Linked DNA regions of Triticum aestivum: region 1 is linked to region 2. A link is a contact called in public Hi-C data. All regions are on one chromosome and are shown on one strand. The core of a region is the stretch at or near the end of the contact, and the rest is flanking DNA. Distances in the headings are between cores, read along the strand shown.

Evidence for each region. A called contact is a pair of places that touch in the nucleus more often than the background predicts.
Region 1: a contact with region 2 is called in a Hi-C map of leaf, with 7 times the contacts expected there. The contact joins the promoter of LOC123085713 here to the enhancer-like site in region 2. A contact is called at or near these places in 4 of 5 Hi-C or Micro-C datasets (leaf and root) and 1 of 1 datasets of contacts at active chromatin or transcription factors (leaf).

Annotation. Positions count from the first base shown.
Region 1 is chr4A:162,958,346-162,965,690 of IWGSC CS RefSeq v2.1, reverse strand. It overlaps LOC123085713 (SNF1-related protein kinase regulatory subunit beta-1), which reads right to left and starts at 5,068. Exons shown (of 4, transcript XM_044507406.1): 1 at 4,675-5,068; 2 at 1,566-1,747; 3 at 1,030-1,192; 4 at 1-417. The coding sequence starts at 4,914. The coding sequence ends at 103.
Region 2 is chr4A:162,502,814-162,510,435 of IWGSC CS RefSeq v2.1, reverse strand. No RefSeq gene overlaps it. Among protein-coding and RNA genes, the nearest start is that of LOC123085712, 380 kb to the right of the region's middle. Within about 2 kb of position 1,300, at least 2 of the 8 cell types and tissues checked have an H3K27ac peak or open chromatin away from gene starts, as enhancers often do. A contact at or near this core is called in leaf and root, where this site is marked.

The sequences.
Region 1 (7,345 bases), core at 3,819-6,318, 450 kb before region 2:
CTGAAGTGCTTTTACAGGGGGAGAGGCCACGATGTTGCTGTTCGTTGCTGCTTTCGCGGTGAGTTGTCAAGCATTAGCTTCAACTTTCATGCGGTTGCTATGCTATCGTTCTATGGGCTTGTACAAGACGACCGTTACATATTTGGACTCAAATCTGTGGGTTACACCAAGAGCCACCAGCGGATGGGCACCCCAACCCTTCTCAATGAAAAGGTGGTTGAGGACGATGTGCTGGGGCCGTGCACATATTTCCTCTGAGTTCTGTGAGTTAAGAACGCCGAGGTGAAGCTGAGACGGAAGAGCAGGTGGCTCCTTCGCAAAGTCCTTTTCCTCGGGTGCCAGGAAACTGTAGCTAGATTCTGGAGATGGAGGAGCCTCAAATTCTGATACACTTTCAACACTTTCAGGAACAAAATCCTGCACGCATGAAAAGAAATTCCAAAATTTAAGAGGACAATGGAAGGGGCAATTTCAACATGAATATTTACAATTGGCTGAATGTAGCTATATTGCTTTCTTTAATCCCATAACTGCTCCAAATGTCATTATTAGTTTTGCTAATCCCAAGTTGACATCTAAGTTCCTTATAAGTCCCATATTGTTTATTACCAATAGTACGTAATTAATCGCCAAGAAAAATACGGAGTAGCAGCCAATGCAATAATTTCAATTCTTGAATTCAAGTACTCCATATCCATAAACAGATATTTAACCAGCATCAAACTTAAGGCAATAATCAACACCTATTAAATATAAGAATCAGTGCAATTAATACAGAACAGGTCCTTCCAGACAACTGTACAAACTCTTGTCGGTTTAATCATGGAGCGAACAGCCTCTCTAGTTCCTTCACATTTATTTATAACCTGATCTAAGAGCATAGGATGCATAACTTGAGTCAAGCTAAAACCAAGTGCGAGTCACGATAAGTTGCATAAAATATATTTGCATCTGATCAATTTGTTTCTTCGCAAGCATGTTGGTCAAGGAGGGAAAAAAAAGGTTTCATCCTTGCAGAAGAAAACTCACATGAACATCAAGAAGGTTAACAGCATTGCCCATGGCGTCAGTTTCACATGGAAGGTCAGGAAAACATCTTCTCTCTCCATCTACAACAAATCTATAACGATAAACTCCAGAAGGAAGGATCAACAGAAGAGAATGATCTTTTCCAGATTTCTGCATTGGTTTCCTGCGATGCACGTATGAACATCAGAATAAAAATTCCTGCATTCCAGAGTTACAGTTTTACTGATGAGGTCTTGCATTGAACACATACACGGTGTATTTCCATAAATTTTATTATTATCAGTCAAACCAACGAATGGCCAGTGGGTCCGTAATCAAGGATATAGTGTGATTAACGGACGCTGCTTCAGCACCGTAAAGGCACCTGCCTTTGGATCCCTGACATGTGGGCCAGCCACCTGTTGGGCTCACATGTCATAGGCACCAAGGCAGGTGCCTTAAGGCACCAAAGCGCAGTCCATGATTAACAGATCGTAAAAAAATGTATATCTGTTCATCATATGTGCAGTAGTTCCGGTTTTGCGTTAATCAGTTACCTTGATTTCCAGTTATCCCAGGATCCTTCAACAGATACATTCTTTCCTCCGAGAGTCCAAACAACCAAAGCAGGTATTTCCTTTTGAGGAGGGCCATCAAATTCTTCTTCTTGTTCATTCATCAGTATTTCATTGAACACTGGAGTTACATCAGCAGGTCTTTGCAATGGAGGTACAGGTGTCTGCAAAATTGTAGTAATCAATACAAAGAATGTTCTTGCTTCACACATTAAAGATACTAATCCTCTCTGAACAAACATATGACACAAAAGGATGCAAACATTTATATCAGATTGATGAAAATATTTTATCCTAAAAAAAGATAGATGAAAACGTTTGGAGTAGGGTAACACAGATAAGTAGAGATTATAAATGACAGATAACAAAACCCATCTTAGTCATTTAGCAAATCCCAGGATAAGATAATACTGATTACCATTAAGTTTTGAGACTCTATTGATATGCTTTATATACTAGTTAAGTAGTTACTGGCAACTGAAAGAAATACCTTACATCAGAAATGCTTGGTTTTCTTACCAAATGGCTCAGAATACACATATACACAATAAAGACATCAATATTTAGCCTATGCGCAATAAAGACATCAACACTTACAAGATTTAGTAGTATCAGAATCAACTAAGTACTTGTATTTGTGTTAATATAACACTACTACGATGTATTGATCTAGCAAACCATGATCTAATATCTAGTCTCTGGCCTTCTATCATTTCGAAGTGCAAAACTAAGAAAGATTTTAGTCAATAGTCTCAGAAATCATATTGTAAACCATTAAGACTGGATCTTTTATATCACAACCCCGGACAATATAAATTGCCCAATATCTGTATCTGCCCTATACTTCAAAGTGCATAACTAAGAAAAGTTGTAGTCAGTAGTCGCAGTAATCCGTATTGTTAACCATGAAGAACAGATCTTTTAGATCAGTCACAGCATGACTACCAAAACCTAATATAGCTATTGTTGCGAACCTTGATTCACCACATGTCTACAACTTTTCTTAGTTATGCACTTTGAAGACTAGACCTTGATTCACCAAAACTAGCAAAGCTATTCCAAGGTTGGGATAGCTATTGTTGCGAACCTTGATTCACCCACAGCATGAAGACTAGACCTTGATTCACCAAAACTAGCAAAGCTATTCCAATATCTACGCGTTCTCTCTCCTAGATATAGCTATTGTTGCGAACCTTGATTCACCACGGGGTAACTACTGTGCTGTAGCCAGACGAGCATGGCTGTGACGGACTGGGTAGACATAGGTTTAAATGAGAGAATAACTTGAGGGTAGATTGATTGTTCTTGCCTGACTCCTTATATATCGTCTATTTTGCCTCTGGACCTTTTCTAATACGATTGGACTCCTTAGTCCCGAACTGCTATAGAAACTATGTATTGGCAACAACCTAAGAGATCCACACTTAGTCTTAATGCATAAAACATCCATTGTTTTGGTGTGTCTAAGGTTGTATCTAGGAGAGAACACACTTAGTCTTAATGCATATGTTGTATCTAACCTTGTTTTATAGCAATAAATGAATACACAAATATTTGACGTTCTGCATATTTCACTAGAATAAAATATTCCCTGTCATGTTTTATCCCTATGCTTATAATGCTTGCAGTTCGTCTAGATGCAACAGAATTTTCTCATTTCCATCTGTGCACCTACTGTGATTCATATGGTTCTACCAAGTAAAGGGAAAAATGATTTGGGTGCATGTTCAAGGTAAGAAAGGGCAAAAGGGTATTAACATGCAAATACACTGAAAACAGAAAAATGATAACATCATATTGTGCCATTCCGAAGCTAAGCAGGATAGTCATGCTGTAAGCCTCGATACACTCGTTTCATGGATTTGGATGTGTCCGCTTTACTAGTGACATCAACGGGAAAACTGATAAATTGAGCAGAGGCTGTGGCAACTACTAATTGCATATATTTAGTTGCTTCAATTATTTTCAGTTTAATCAATCCTTATGGCCATTACCCAAGAGAATGGAAAAAATCCTCACGCATTGTTACATCATATAGAATACTTGATGTCAATGCACCAGAAGAGATCTACATTCTGCAGACAGTGATAGCATAATCCCAGGATTGTAGCAGAAGGGTTGGTTCAGAAGTAATAGACAGTATGACACTGAGAAAAAAAATGAGAAGGTGACTGACATACCAATCCAATCTTCAGCCATAATAATAGAAAAATATATACATCAGGTCGCCGGCTCTAATTGAACAAATCAATCCTGTATTTTTCCTTTGAATGCTTAGGCACGACTTGAAGCACGACTGACTGTATATCGAGTATTAATTTCATTTTGAAAAGCATCTAAATTCATGGTCTGAAAACCAGTATCAGTGTCGATATGAACCAGAGCCCTAACAGAAAGCCTATAAATTCCTTGGACAGCCCAAACGGAGACATCATTCTCATGACTAACTTACACATCACCATTACAGTACCTAAAGTAACTATTGGGCAAGGGGCAAACGAAAATTTTAGAACTAACCAATCTGCTTCATGTAAAGTTTTAATCAGAACAGCAAAACCCATAAAAAGTCTGTACAATCAAACGACCATTCAACAGTTTGCACATAAAAGAACCACCCTATTTACTGTCCAAGTAGCATACTAGCTTATTCTGAAACGGTTTGCTGCTTAGGAGAAAACAATCAAGCTCGCACAAGCGACTGCCAAAGTGAAACTAGGCAAGATAAACACAACTGGTGTCTTCCTGCATTGTCATTACAATCAGTAATACTAAGATGAAGTAGCAGCAAGTAGGCTTGCGCTCCTTTGCTCTATTCTCGCGCAGGGATCAAACAGTTTATCCACAGCAAGGGCAGCATTAGCTAAAAGTGAATTTGGAGGATACCGAGCCATTTCCAGATCGCGACCACTCCTCACCTTGGGACCCTAGGCCAACCAACCAACCAACCAACGAAATCAGTGGAACCTCCACATCTGGAGATCACATACAAGCACCAGCAGGGGGGAAACTAGGCATCCGAACCGAACCAAACTGTGTAGCAGTAGAGCGAGCAAGGAAATGGAGAAGAGGGTGCGGGATCTGGTGATCTGACCTGGGGCACGAACATCCGCGGCGAGAGGGAGCGGCCGGGGCTCCCGGGCGGCGATCCGGGCCCGCCGCTGGCCCCCACGACGCCCACCGAGCACGCACGGCGCACGTGGTTGGCGCCTCCGCCGTAGGGAGGGAAGCCGCGGGCCGAGGAGTCGTCGCCTCCGTCCTCAACGTCGACGTCGGCGGCGTCGGCCTCCCCGGGCGCGGCGGCGTCCTCCTCCCTGCCGCTGGCGTTGCCCATGGCCTCCCTCCTCCTCCTCCTCCTCCTCCTCCCCCCGCCCCCGCGGCGGCGAAATCACGGAAGTGCCACTCACTGCGTTGTGGCGCTGCTGTTGCGCGAGGGGGCAAGGAAGACGAGCGAGAGAGAGAGGGGAAGGAAAGGGAGAGGGATGGCTGCTGGCTGCGCCCGTTTGGTCGCGTAATTAAGCGCGTGCCGCTGCCTGCCCCTTGCCCGGGAAGCGTGGCGGCACCCGTGCACCCGGCGCTCGTGGGTTGCACCGTCACCGTCGCGTCGGCCCCACGTGGCCCGCCCGCCGGTCGGTGCAGGAGGGTGTAGCGCACGGAGGTTCGTGTTTGGTGATATGTACGTGACGTGGAGCGGGGCCCGGCCCTGGTCACGGTGCGCACGTTCGGACGGACGTTGGGTGAGGGAGAGAGAGGAGCCTGAACCTGCTGGGTCGGGCGCCGGCTCCGGGGACCCGAAATCCGGCATCCGTCGCTGCGATCTCATTGGCGTGTTGTCTCGCGAATCCTTTGCGTTGAAGAATGAGAATCGTGAAAGGGATGGATTCGTGTTGAGGAACATGGTAGGTGAAGGATTGGCCTTGTGGCGGTTGCCGTCGCGAGTATCACCCATATTCCAGTGTTTGTCGTGCCACTGCAGGAAATTTGGCAACACTGTCGTCGTTCATTTTATGTAGGCTGCGCCTCATCTAAGAGCTTGGATTAAGATTTTCGTCGAGACTACGTACGAAGTTGACGGGAAATGAAAGCGGGTCCACCACGTTTCTCTCTCTAAGGGGCGACCGAGAGGCGATCGCTAGGCGATCGGGAGGCGGCGCCTAGGGTTAGGGTTTGAACATAGGGTGGTGGTCATCTCCGGGCAGCGGGATCGCGGCGACGGCGTTGTGATCTCGGCTGGCTACGGCGCGGGTTTTCCTTCTCGAAGGCGAGGCAATGGCGTCTGCATCGAGCAAGGGAGGGGGTGTTCCCTCACAGGCGGCGACTCCGACGAAAAAGGATGTGGCGCTGGCGACAGGGCAGAACGCATCCGCGAAGAGGGGATCTCCAGGATCCCCGGCTGATGGCAAGGTGTCGGAGGAGGCCGCGACCCTGTCAGCGAAGATGGGAGGACTAGCGCTGACTGAAAAGGAGGCGGCTGGTTTCGTGTTCGACGAGCCGGGGCCAAGGAAGAAGCAGGACGTGAAGTGGGCGGTCGTGGGGAAATCGTTTTCGCCGCGTCCCTTGAACAGATATGCTTTTGAAAGAGCGATGCAGAGGGCATGGGGACTCCATCGAGAAGCCCAGTTTAAGGATTTGGGCGGCAATATCTTCATGATCAAGTTTGGAAGTGAGGGTGACTGAAAGCATGCCCTGAATAATGGCCCATGGCAGTTCGACTTCAACGTAGTGGTGTTGAAGGACTATGATGGTGTGACCAGGCCGTCTGAGATGATTTTCAACACAATTGACGTCTGGGTAAGGGTAGGTGATCTACCTTTGGACAAAAGAACCAAGGAGTTTGGAGAGGCTCTAGGAAATTGGCTGGGTAAAGTAGTTAAAGTGGATGTTGGGGAAGATGGGCTGGCTAGAGGAACGGAGCTCAGGGTGAGGACCAAAATTGCAGTGCAGGATCCGTTGGTTCGCGGCTTCTACCTGAAGAAGAAACCGGATGATGAAGAGAAAACGTGGTTTGATTTTGCTTATGAGAAGGTTCCTCATTTTTGTTTTGATTGTGGAAGGCTTGTGCATGTAGATGGACGATGTGAACCACCAGTTGACCCGCTTTCCCACTGGGGAGAGTGGCTCCGTGCCTCACCAGGTAGGTCCCCGTCGGGTGCCCATGAAAAAAAGCAATGGAGGGGAAGCTCAAGCATGGGTTTTAGTAAGGAAAGTTCAAGGTCAAGTGGAGGAGAAAATGGCTCGAAAGGACAGAGCTTTGTTAGAGATCTTCCAATGCGTTGACCCCTCTATAGGGAGTACACACCCTCAGCTGACTCCCACACTGGTGGGGTGCAGAACAAAGGGAAGGAGCACGATGAAGTGATCAGCCCACAAAAATCGCACACTGGTGCAAGGGCTGAGAAGGAAAAGGATCTACGGGATGACTTAGAGGAAAGGAGAGAAAGGAATCTACGCAATGAGCTGCACCAAAGGGTCAGAGAGGGAATCATCTCTCCGGAGTTCAGTGGGAGGTAGCAAGTTCAGGGAGAGAGACCAAGTATGGGGCAGCAGAGGCGGCCGGGGTATTATGTTCGTAAACCAAGGAGGGATGATGGTACTGCCCGACGGCGGGAGAGCTACCAACAGTATGTGCCAAAAGAGAAAAAACGTTCATCAAAACAGATATGGGTAGCAAAAGGGGAAGGGGCCAGGAGGGAAGGAGCAGATATGTTCTCTGGTGATAAACGACAGAAAGTGTCGTCGGTCTTTGAGCGTATCGGTGATCATGG
Region 2 (7,622 bases), core at 51-2,550:
GTGCGTGACCGTTTGTTCACTTGTGCATAGGCTTGTAGCACTAGTGTATCTGAAAGGGGGTGTATTAGCCTTTCAGTTCAAACCATGCAACATCTCGGCGGTCTTCCTGTTCCAGTCCACGTACGGCTCCACGGAGAAAATCTGTTTGGCGCCGTGGCGATCGGCATCGATCGAGATGTCTCTTCGTTTCTCTGTGTGTACCACATGCACGTGCATCCGTAGTGTGAATTTTCCCGTGGCAGGAAAGTGCCTGCTTCCAGACCATGGGGATACACGTCTGAATTTTCTCACTGCCAGTTTTAATTGATCGATATAAGGTTGTTTCAGAATGGGGCTAGTAACGAAGTACTAATTGGTAGGGGAATGCTTCTGCACCTCACCCTACATCTCGCGCATATATATCCCCATCAGACTGATGTTATAGCTACCAAATTCGAACTCAGTCTAATTTCAAGAGGCGCCACTAGTTAATTAGATGGAGCAATACGGTTTGGGTTCGAAAAACATAGATAATCAGTCAGTTTCTCATGCTCAACCCACCTAACCTGCCTGTTGTGGAAAGAATCCAAGTAGTAGTATATATTCCAACTAAAAAATGTCAGAGTCCTTGTCGATTTTGGTTAATTAATTATTTTCCCGGTCCAAGATTTTGTGGCCGTGTACTCTCTACATCTAGATACATCCATACCTGTGACGAGTAATTCGGAATGGAGGGAGTAGTACTTATAGGATCTATGATGGGACGCCACGATCGTTGGCATTCACCGGCTGGGCCGGCGCGTGCTTCTTCTATCAGCTGAACGAGCAGGATGCGTGGTCAAAGCTCAAGCTCGCCGACCTTGCACTTCCAAGTTCCAACAGAGAACATGATACGTGTCTGGATGATTGCTTGTGGAAGACGTACAAGTACAACAATGCACGCTTCTACTCGTATCCATCGAACGAACTCGCGTGTCAGTGAGACAGTGACTCGCCGGATCGGTTAGTTTTTTCACTTGAAGTTGAACACCCGGGCTTACGTACGTGTTGCGCAATCGATGACGCCTGAGTGTTCCCGTCATTTGGTAAGGCGACCAGAGAGTGATCAGCACCGGGGCGGGGTGAATTGGAGGAAGGCTCGGGAAGAAGACGGCCGTTAAATACTCCTAGATCGCAATGGCGCGACACGGACGCCAAGGCCTAAGGGAACTACGGAGATGGACGGGGGAGAAAGAATAACCACCAGCCATTTTGGTCGGAACAGTGTGATCTTGGTCGATACGGTAGGAAGGACATGCTGAGGCGACGTCCAGGACCAGTCCGGGTGAAGTTTCCTCGCGGCAGCGATGTCACCGAAATTCCACTCTTAGTCAAGGTGTGCCGTAGGTCCCTGTCGCCCGATCGCCATCGAGGTATCCAGGAAGGCAGCGCCCCATGCACATGTATCCTTGTTTCTGACCCTAAAAAAAAATGTATCCTTGTTTCTCTGAATGTGTACACCTGTATCCTTTTTGTGCAAGTGTGAGGTCGCTGATTTGGAGCCATGCATCTTGGCGTCCGGATATCATTTGCTTCACTATTGGGGTGTCTTGCCCATTTTTCTCTCTATTCCAGTTACCAGATTCATTGTTGAAGTTCTGGGATACGCAGGAGGGTCGATCGTGGACCACGTGCCAAGCTTAACGTGGAGAAGTAGACCAAAGGCCCCGACCAGTTATTAATCGAGGGTCAAATATATCCCCTCAATCAGCTGCATCGTTAGGACATGACGTGGCGTTTTAAAGTTTGTTTGATAACATGGAATCAACTCGTTGCACGTCGCTCGGTCAAGTAGATAGTGTAGTCAGAGAGTGATTTCAACTAGTTAGTTTATTTAACCACTTTTCCCTGGAAAAAGTGTACATCGGCCGATTACGTAATCCCTTTGTAACACGAGAATTTCACAGGAAGAACGTTTCCCGCAGAAGGTTATAAAATCCTTGCACTGATTTCAGTCACCAATGTCTTTGCTGTAAAATACAAAAAATTCCACGACTATGTAGGCTGATTGATGTTTTGGCCCTTGATTAACAAACTCATCGGGGCCTTACCAACGTAACTGAAAGAACTCGGTCTCTGAAAGTTGTTCCCTGGATTGATAGCTTCAAACAATACTGGCATATTGACAAGTGCAGCTTGGTCAGATTACTTCTTGATTAACATCACGTTTACAGATGAACACAACCGCACCTACTAGTTAAGTATGTAGCTAGTGTCACCTAGTGAGGTTTGATCATGTCACTGATTACAGCAGCGAACGCCCGGCAATCATGTCAACCAGCTTGATCAATTAACAATGCATGCATGCATGCATCCGGACGTTGCCTGGCTAGCTGGACCAGGTCTGTCGCGTTGAGCCTCTCCAATTTGTTAACAAATAGGTCAACCATGGTTGCGTTGGAGAGCTAACTTTTTGATCCCCTAGAAGCAATGCGTTTCCACAAGCAACACGTAAAAATAGTTGCATATATTCATCGCTCAGCTCATCGGTACCTTGAAGAGAAAGAAAGGGGGGTAAACTCCAGAGACCCAGCTCCGCAGCGTGTTTTTCTTGGAATCGGAAGGAACCGAGTAATAAACAGTAGTAAACAATGCGTTTCCGCAAAGGACCTTGAGCCACAGATCAGTACGCGCACAAGCTAAGACAAAGAAATCAAAGAGGCTAGCTAGACTCTAGAGCACATCCTTTTTGTCAATCTGATGAAGCGCGAAACGGTGCCGATCCGGCTTGGTGGCACGTACTCCTACTACGGAGGAGTAGTACTTAGCAGCGCGGCAAACCCGGTCCCTGGTCCATGGTTGGTCAAGAACTGTTCAAAGTTTCGGACCGACGGAAAATGTCTCCCCTGACCAGATTTTCGTCAACTGCCTACGACTCAAGCAATGGAAGCAGCATAGGAGTACTTCATTATTGGTCCTCCGCCCTATCTCTCTATTATCTCGCTATTTTATATACTCCAAGAAGGGGAAATTAGTTATGTGGTCACCCTTGGTACGTCTAGTTAACTATGCTAGCTTTCCAGCTCAAAAATGAAAAACTAAGCTAGCTTTGGAAGACGGCATAAACTAGAACCTAACCTAATCCATCACCGTCATATCCGAAAGGGTCCTGGAAACTAGATGGTTTGTTTAATATGCCTGACCTTCTAGAGGCTGCGGGATTTGATGACCTCGTGTGCAACTAATTTGGTGTTCATGTCACACTCAAAAGAAAAAGTTGATGTTCATTTCGGCGGTAAACTAATTGATGTTCCTGTCTTGGAACTTTGTAACCACAGGAAACTGAACATTTTATTTTATAGTGTAAAAAACGCCCTTATATTATGAGGCGAAGGAACTAGTACCGAAGGTATAGCTTTTAGGCGGTGGATCCTATTTGACACTTACGGTTTTAATTTTTCTTTCTTTTTCTTTTTATGTTTTCCTTTTCCCTTTTCTCTTTTTTGTTTTTTGTTTTTCTTTTCTCTTCTTCCGGGTAGATGAACTGTTTGCAAATATGTGAATGTTTTCTTCAAATAGAAGAAGTCTTTTTGAAATTTTATGGACTTTTTCAAATTTGCTGAACTTATTTTCAAAATTGATGAACTTTTGTTTTCAATTTCGTGAACTTTTTTCAAATCTATGTTTTTTTCAATTTTGATGAACTTTTTTCAAAACCGACGAACTTTTTTCAAATTTGATGATTTTTTTTAAATCAATGAAATTTTTATGATTGAGGAGAAGCTTGTCCAACATCGTTTGAGATGGTTTGGGCATATTCAGCGCAGGCCTCCAGAAGCTCCAGTGCATAGCGGACGGCTAAAGCGTGCGGAGAATGTCAAGAGAGGGCGGGGTCGACCGATTTTGACATGGGAGGAGTCCGTTAAGAGAGACCTGAAGGATTGGAGTATCGACAAAGAGCTAGCTATGGACAGGGGTGCGTGGAAGCTTGCTATCCATGTGCCAGAGCCATGAGTTGGTTGCGAGATCTTATGGGTTTCACCTCTAGCCTACCCCAACTTGTTTGGGACTAAAGGCTTTGTTGTTGTTGTTGTTGTTGTAATGAAATTTTTATGATTATTAAACTTTTGATCAAATCGGTGAACTTTTTCAAAATCGATGAACCTTTTTCAAATTTGTATTTTTTTAAATTTCATGAAATTTATACTAAATTTGTGAAAAATTTCAAATTCTTGAATTTTCTCAAATATACATTTTATTTATTTATTTGTGTTTTCATTTTCAAATACTGTTGACCAATTTTTTCCCTTGAAATGATGATCAAATTGTTAATTGTAGCTTATGTCCTCCTCAAGTATTGTTTCAGAGGATATATTTTATCGATGATATTCGTTCAAAATTAACAATTTAGTTCACTAGCTTTTTTACTTTTGATTCTGGTTGTTTTTTCTTTGCCATCTACTTTAGAATCCAGCTTGAAAACAGTTCGTGAAAACAGTAACGAATCGAGACCTGGCTTTAACGAAGGAAAAAATGATTCGCTAAAACGCTTCCAAAACCAGTCGTAAGTTGGGCCAAAGTAGAAGTAGCCCACAAGTCCTTGCTGCAGGCACAGCTTCTCCTAATCGGCATCGAAGGGGAGCAACTAGTTAACGAGCGCTTCTTCGGGAGCCTCGCAACAATCAGCATCACTTGGCGCGCTCCCAGCCATTCGCCACGTGTCGCACTCTGGACGCTTCCTCTGGATTTGTTTTTTTTTTTATTTTTCCACACGTGTTTTTGACTTTTTAAACAGGTTTTTTCGACGTTTTGGTTTTCCCCGGTCTTCCTTAACTTTTCGATAAAAAAAATCGATTATTTTTTTGCGCGGAAAAAACACGTTTTGTTTTTTTTTTCGCGAAAGTCACGGTTTTTTCCCATGAGAGGAACGGTTGTGCTTTAGCGAGAGTCACGGCCGTGCCTTTCGGCAACGGAAAAAAATACATGTTTTTTGTTTTTTTCGCGAGAGTCACTGTTTTGCTTCTGCGAGAGGCACGGTTGTGCTTTCGCGAGAGTCACGGCCGTGCCTTTCGGGAAAAAAATGTGTTTTCTGTTTTTTCCTTCCACGAGAGTCACGGTTTTGTTTCCACGAGAGGCACGGGTGTGATTTCGCGAGAGGCACGGGCGTGCCTCTTTCGGAAAGGAAAAAAACATACTCCCGGTTCGGTTTTTCACCCGATTTTTTTCATGAAAAAAAATTTGTCAAAACCTATCAACATGAGATCTAGTTTTGAAGATCTCGACGCGAGGAATCCAATGATGAAAACGGTTCGAGATTTGGACACACGGTTTAAAAGATAAAATGTTTTGAATAAACGGATCTACTAAAAAAGGGAAAACTCTCAGGTTGCGACAAGTGGCGCGCTGCATGTGCGCCACTTATCGCGGCCTGAAAAAGTAAAGTGTTCTTTTGCAACGAGTACTTCTTAAATAATGATTTCGAGGAGCTCTGTTTTTTCTTGAGGGGTGGTTTTGCTTTTTACGTGCGGGGTGTGTCCAAATTTGAGGTCATGGGTTAAATCAAGCCTGTTATCTGGCACAAGGTATCCAGGCCAGCCCAACGTTCATATTAGCCGAAGGCTTTTCTTCTACTAATGTTTAATGTATGTACCTGCACCGCCGTGAGAGCTACATCTCGATTACAGTGAGAATAGCTCTCATCTTGTTGAATGTTTTTCCTCCTCTTGTTGTTTCTGCGCCGGCCAGTTTACTGTGTCTTTTTTACAACAATTTTTCTCAATGGTTTTACTTTTCCTTTTTGGTTTTATTTTGTTTCTTTCTGTTTTCCATTCATTTTGCACTTGTTTCTTTATTTTTTTCATTTTCATTTTCTTTGATTTCTTTTGTTTCTTTTTTGGTTTTTCATTTTTTCCTTTCTTTCCTTTCTTTTGGTTTTCATTTTACACTTTTCATATATGTAAATCATATTTTTCTAGTACATACTCCCCCGTCCCATAATATAAGACGTTTTCTGACACTAGTGTAGTGTCAAAAAATGTCTTACAATATGGGAAGGAGGGAGTATTTAACATTTTCAAATATAAGATTAACATTTTTTTAATACATGGTCAACATTTTTTCTATACTCGTTTTAAACATTTTTCAATTGCTTGATTAATATTTTTCACATACAAGATTAACATTTTTTAATACATGGTTCACATTTTTTCTATGCACACTTTAGCATTTTTCATATATAAGATTAATAATTTTTAATACATGGTCAACACTTTCTCTATACACATTTAACATTTTTCAAATGCTTGCTCAATTTTTTTCAAATACATCTTTATTTATTTATTCAAATGCTTGATTAAAATTTTCTAAATACATGATCAAATTACGCACATATTGTATATTTGTTGTATAAAGTATTTTTGGTATACATGAAATTTTATTTATACACATTTAACATTTTTTAAATGCTCGTTAACATGTTTTAATATAATGTCAACATTTTTTATACACATTTTAAACATTTTTCAAATGCTTGATTAATATTTTTAATACATGGTCAATATTATTTTCTATACATATTTTGAAAGTTTACAATGCTTGATTTACATTTTTCAAATACAAGTTTGACATTCTTTTCAATACGTGGTCAACCGTTTTCTATACACATTTTTCAAACGCGTGATTAACATTTTTTTCAAATGCTTGATTAAAAAATTTAAACACATGATCAACTTCTTTCACACATATTGTGTATTTTTCATATACATGAGAAAATATTTCCTTTATGGACATTTAACAACTCCAAATGCTTGGTTTGCATTTTTTTCAAATATTTTTATGTAATGTGTCTTTTGTAATATATGTGTTTTGAATATTTGAAAGTATAAACGAAACTAAAAAAATGAAAACAAAAAAACAGGAAACTAATCAATAAAAGTTTCATCGTTGTGGATGGAACAAACACGACGATCCAGAGAGACGTTGGTTGCCGAAGACTGAGAAAGAATAGAAAGATGTGTCAGTTGCGGATGGCAACCGAACGATGATTGCGCAAGGGGAGATTTCCATCTGATTAAGGAGTGTGTGCTAATTAATCACAACACTAACCCTAATATATGCTTGTCCATGTTCACACGACTTTCCAAGTAGTACCATCATCTTGAAAGATTGTCCATTGTAGTACCATCACCTGGAAAGGATTCTCCTTCAAAACTTCTTCAATTCTTATCCTTGATGAGGATCTGAAACATAAACTCACAAAGAGAAAGAGTGTAATATGATGCTTTGAACAGACATAGTTCAGGAAGATACTCGCTCTAATTCTTGCAAGTCCCGAAATCGTCGCATACCAATTCCATGAACATATTTCTAGAATATAGAAGTTGGTAGAGACTTGGTAAATAAATCAGCAAGATTTTCGCATAATTTAACTTGCAAGATTCTTATTTCCCCGCTTTTCTAGAGTTCATGGGGGAAAACAACTTAGGAGCATTATTCTTAGTGATATTGCTCTTGATGTAACTTGTTTGCATCTATGCAACACAAGACACATTATCTTCATACATAATTGCAAGTGATTCTTCACATGACTGTTGTATGTGGTCTATAATTCTTTGAAGCCACACACATTCACGTGATGCCTCATATAATGAAATTGTTTCAAAATG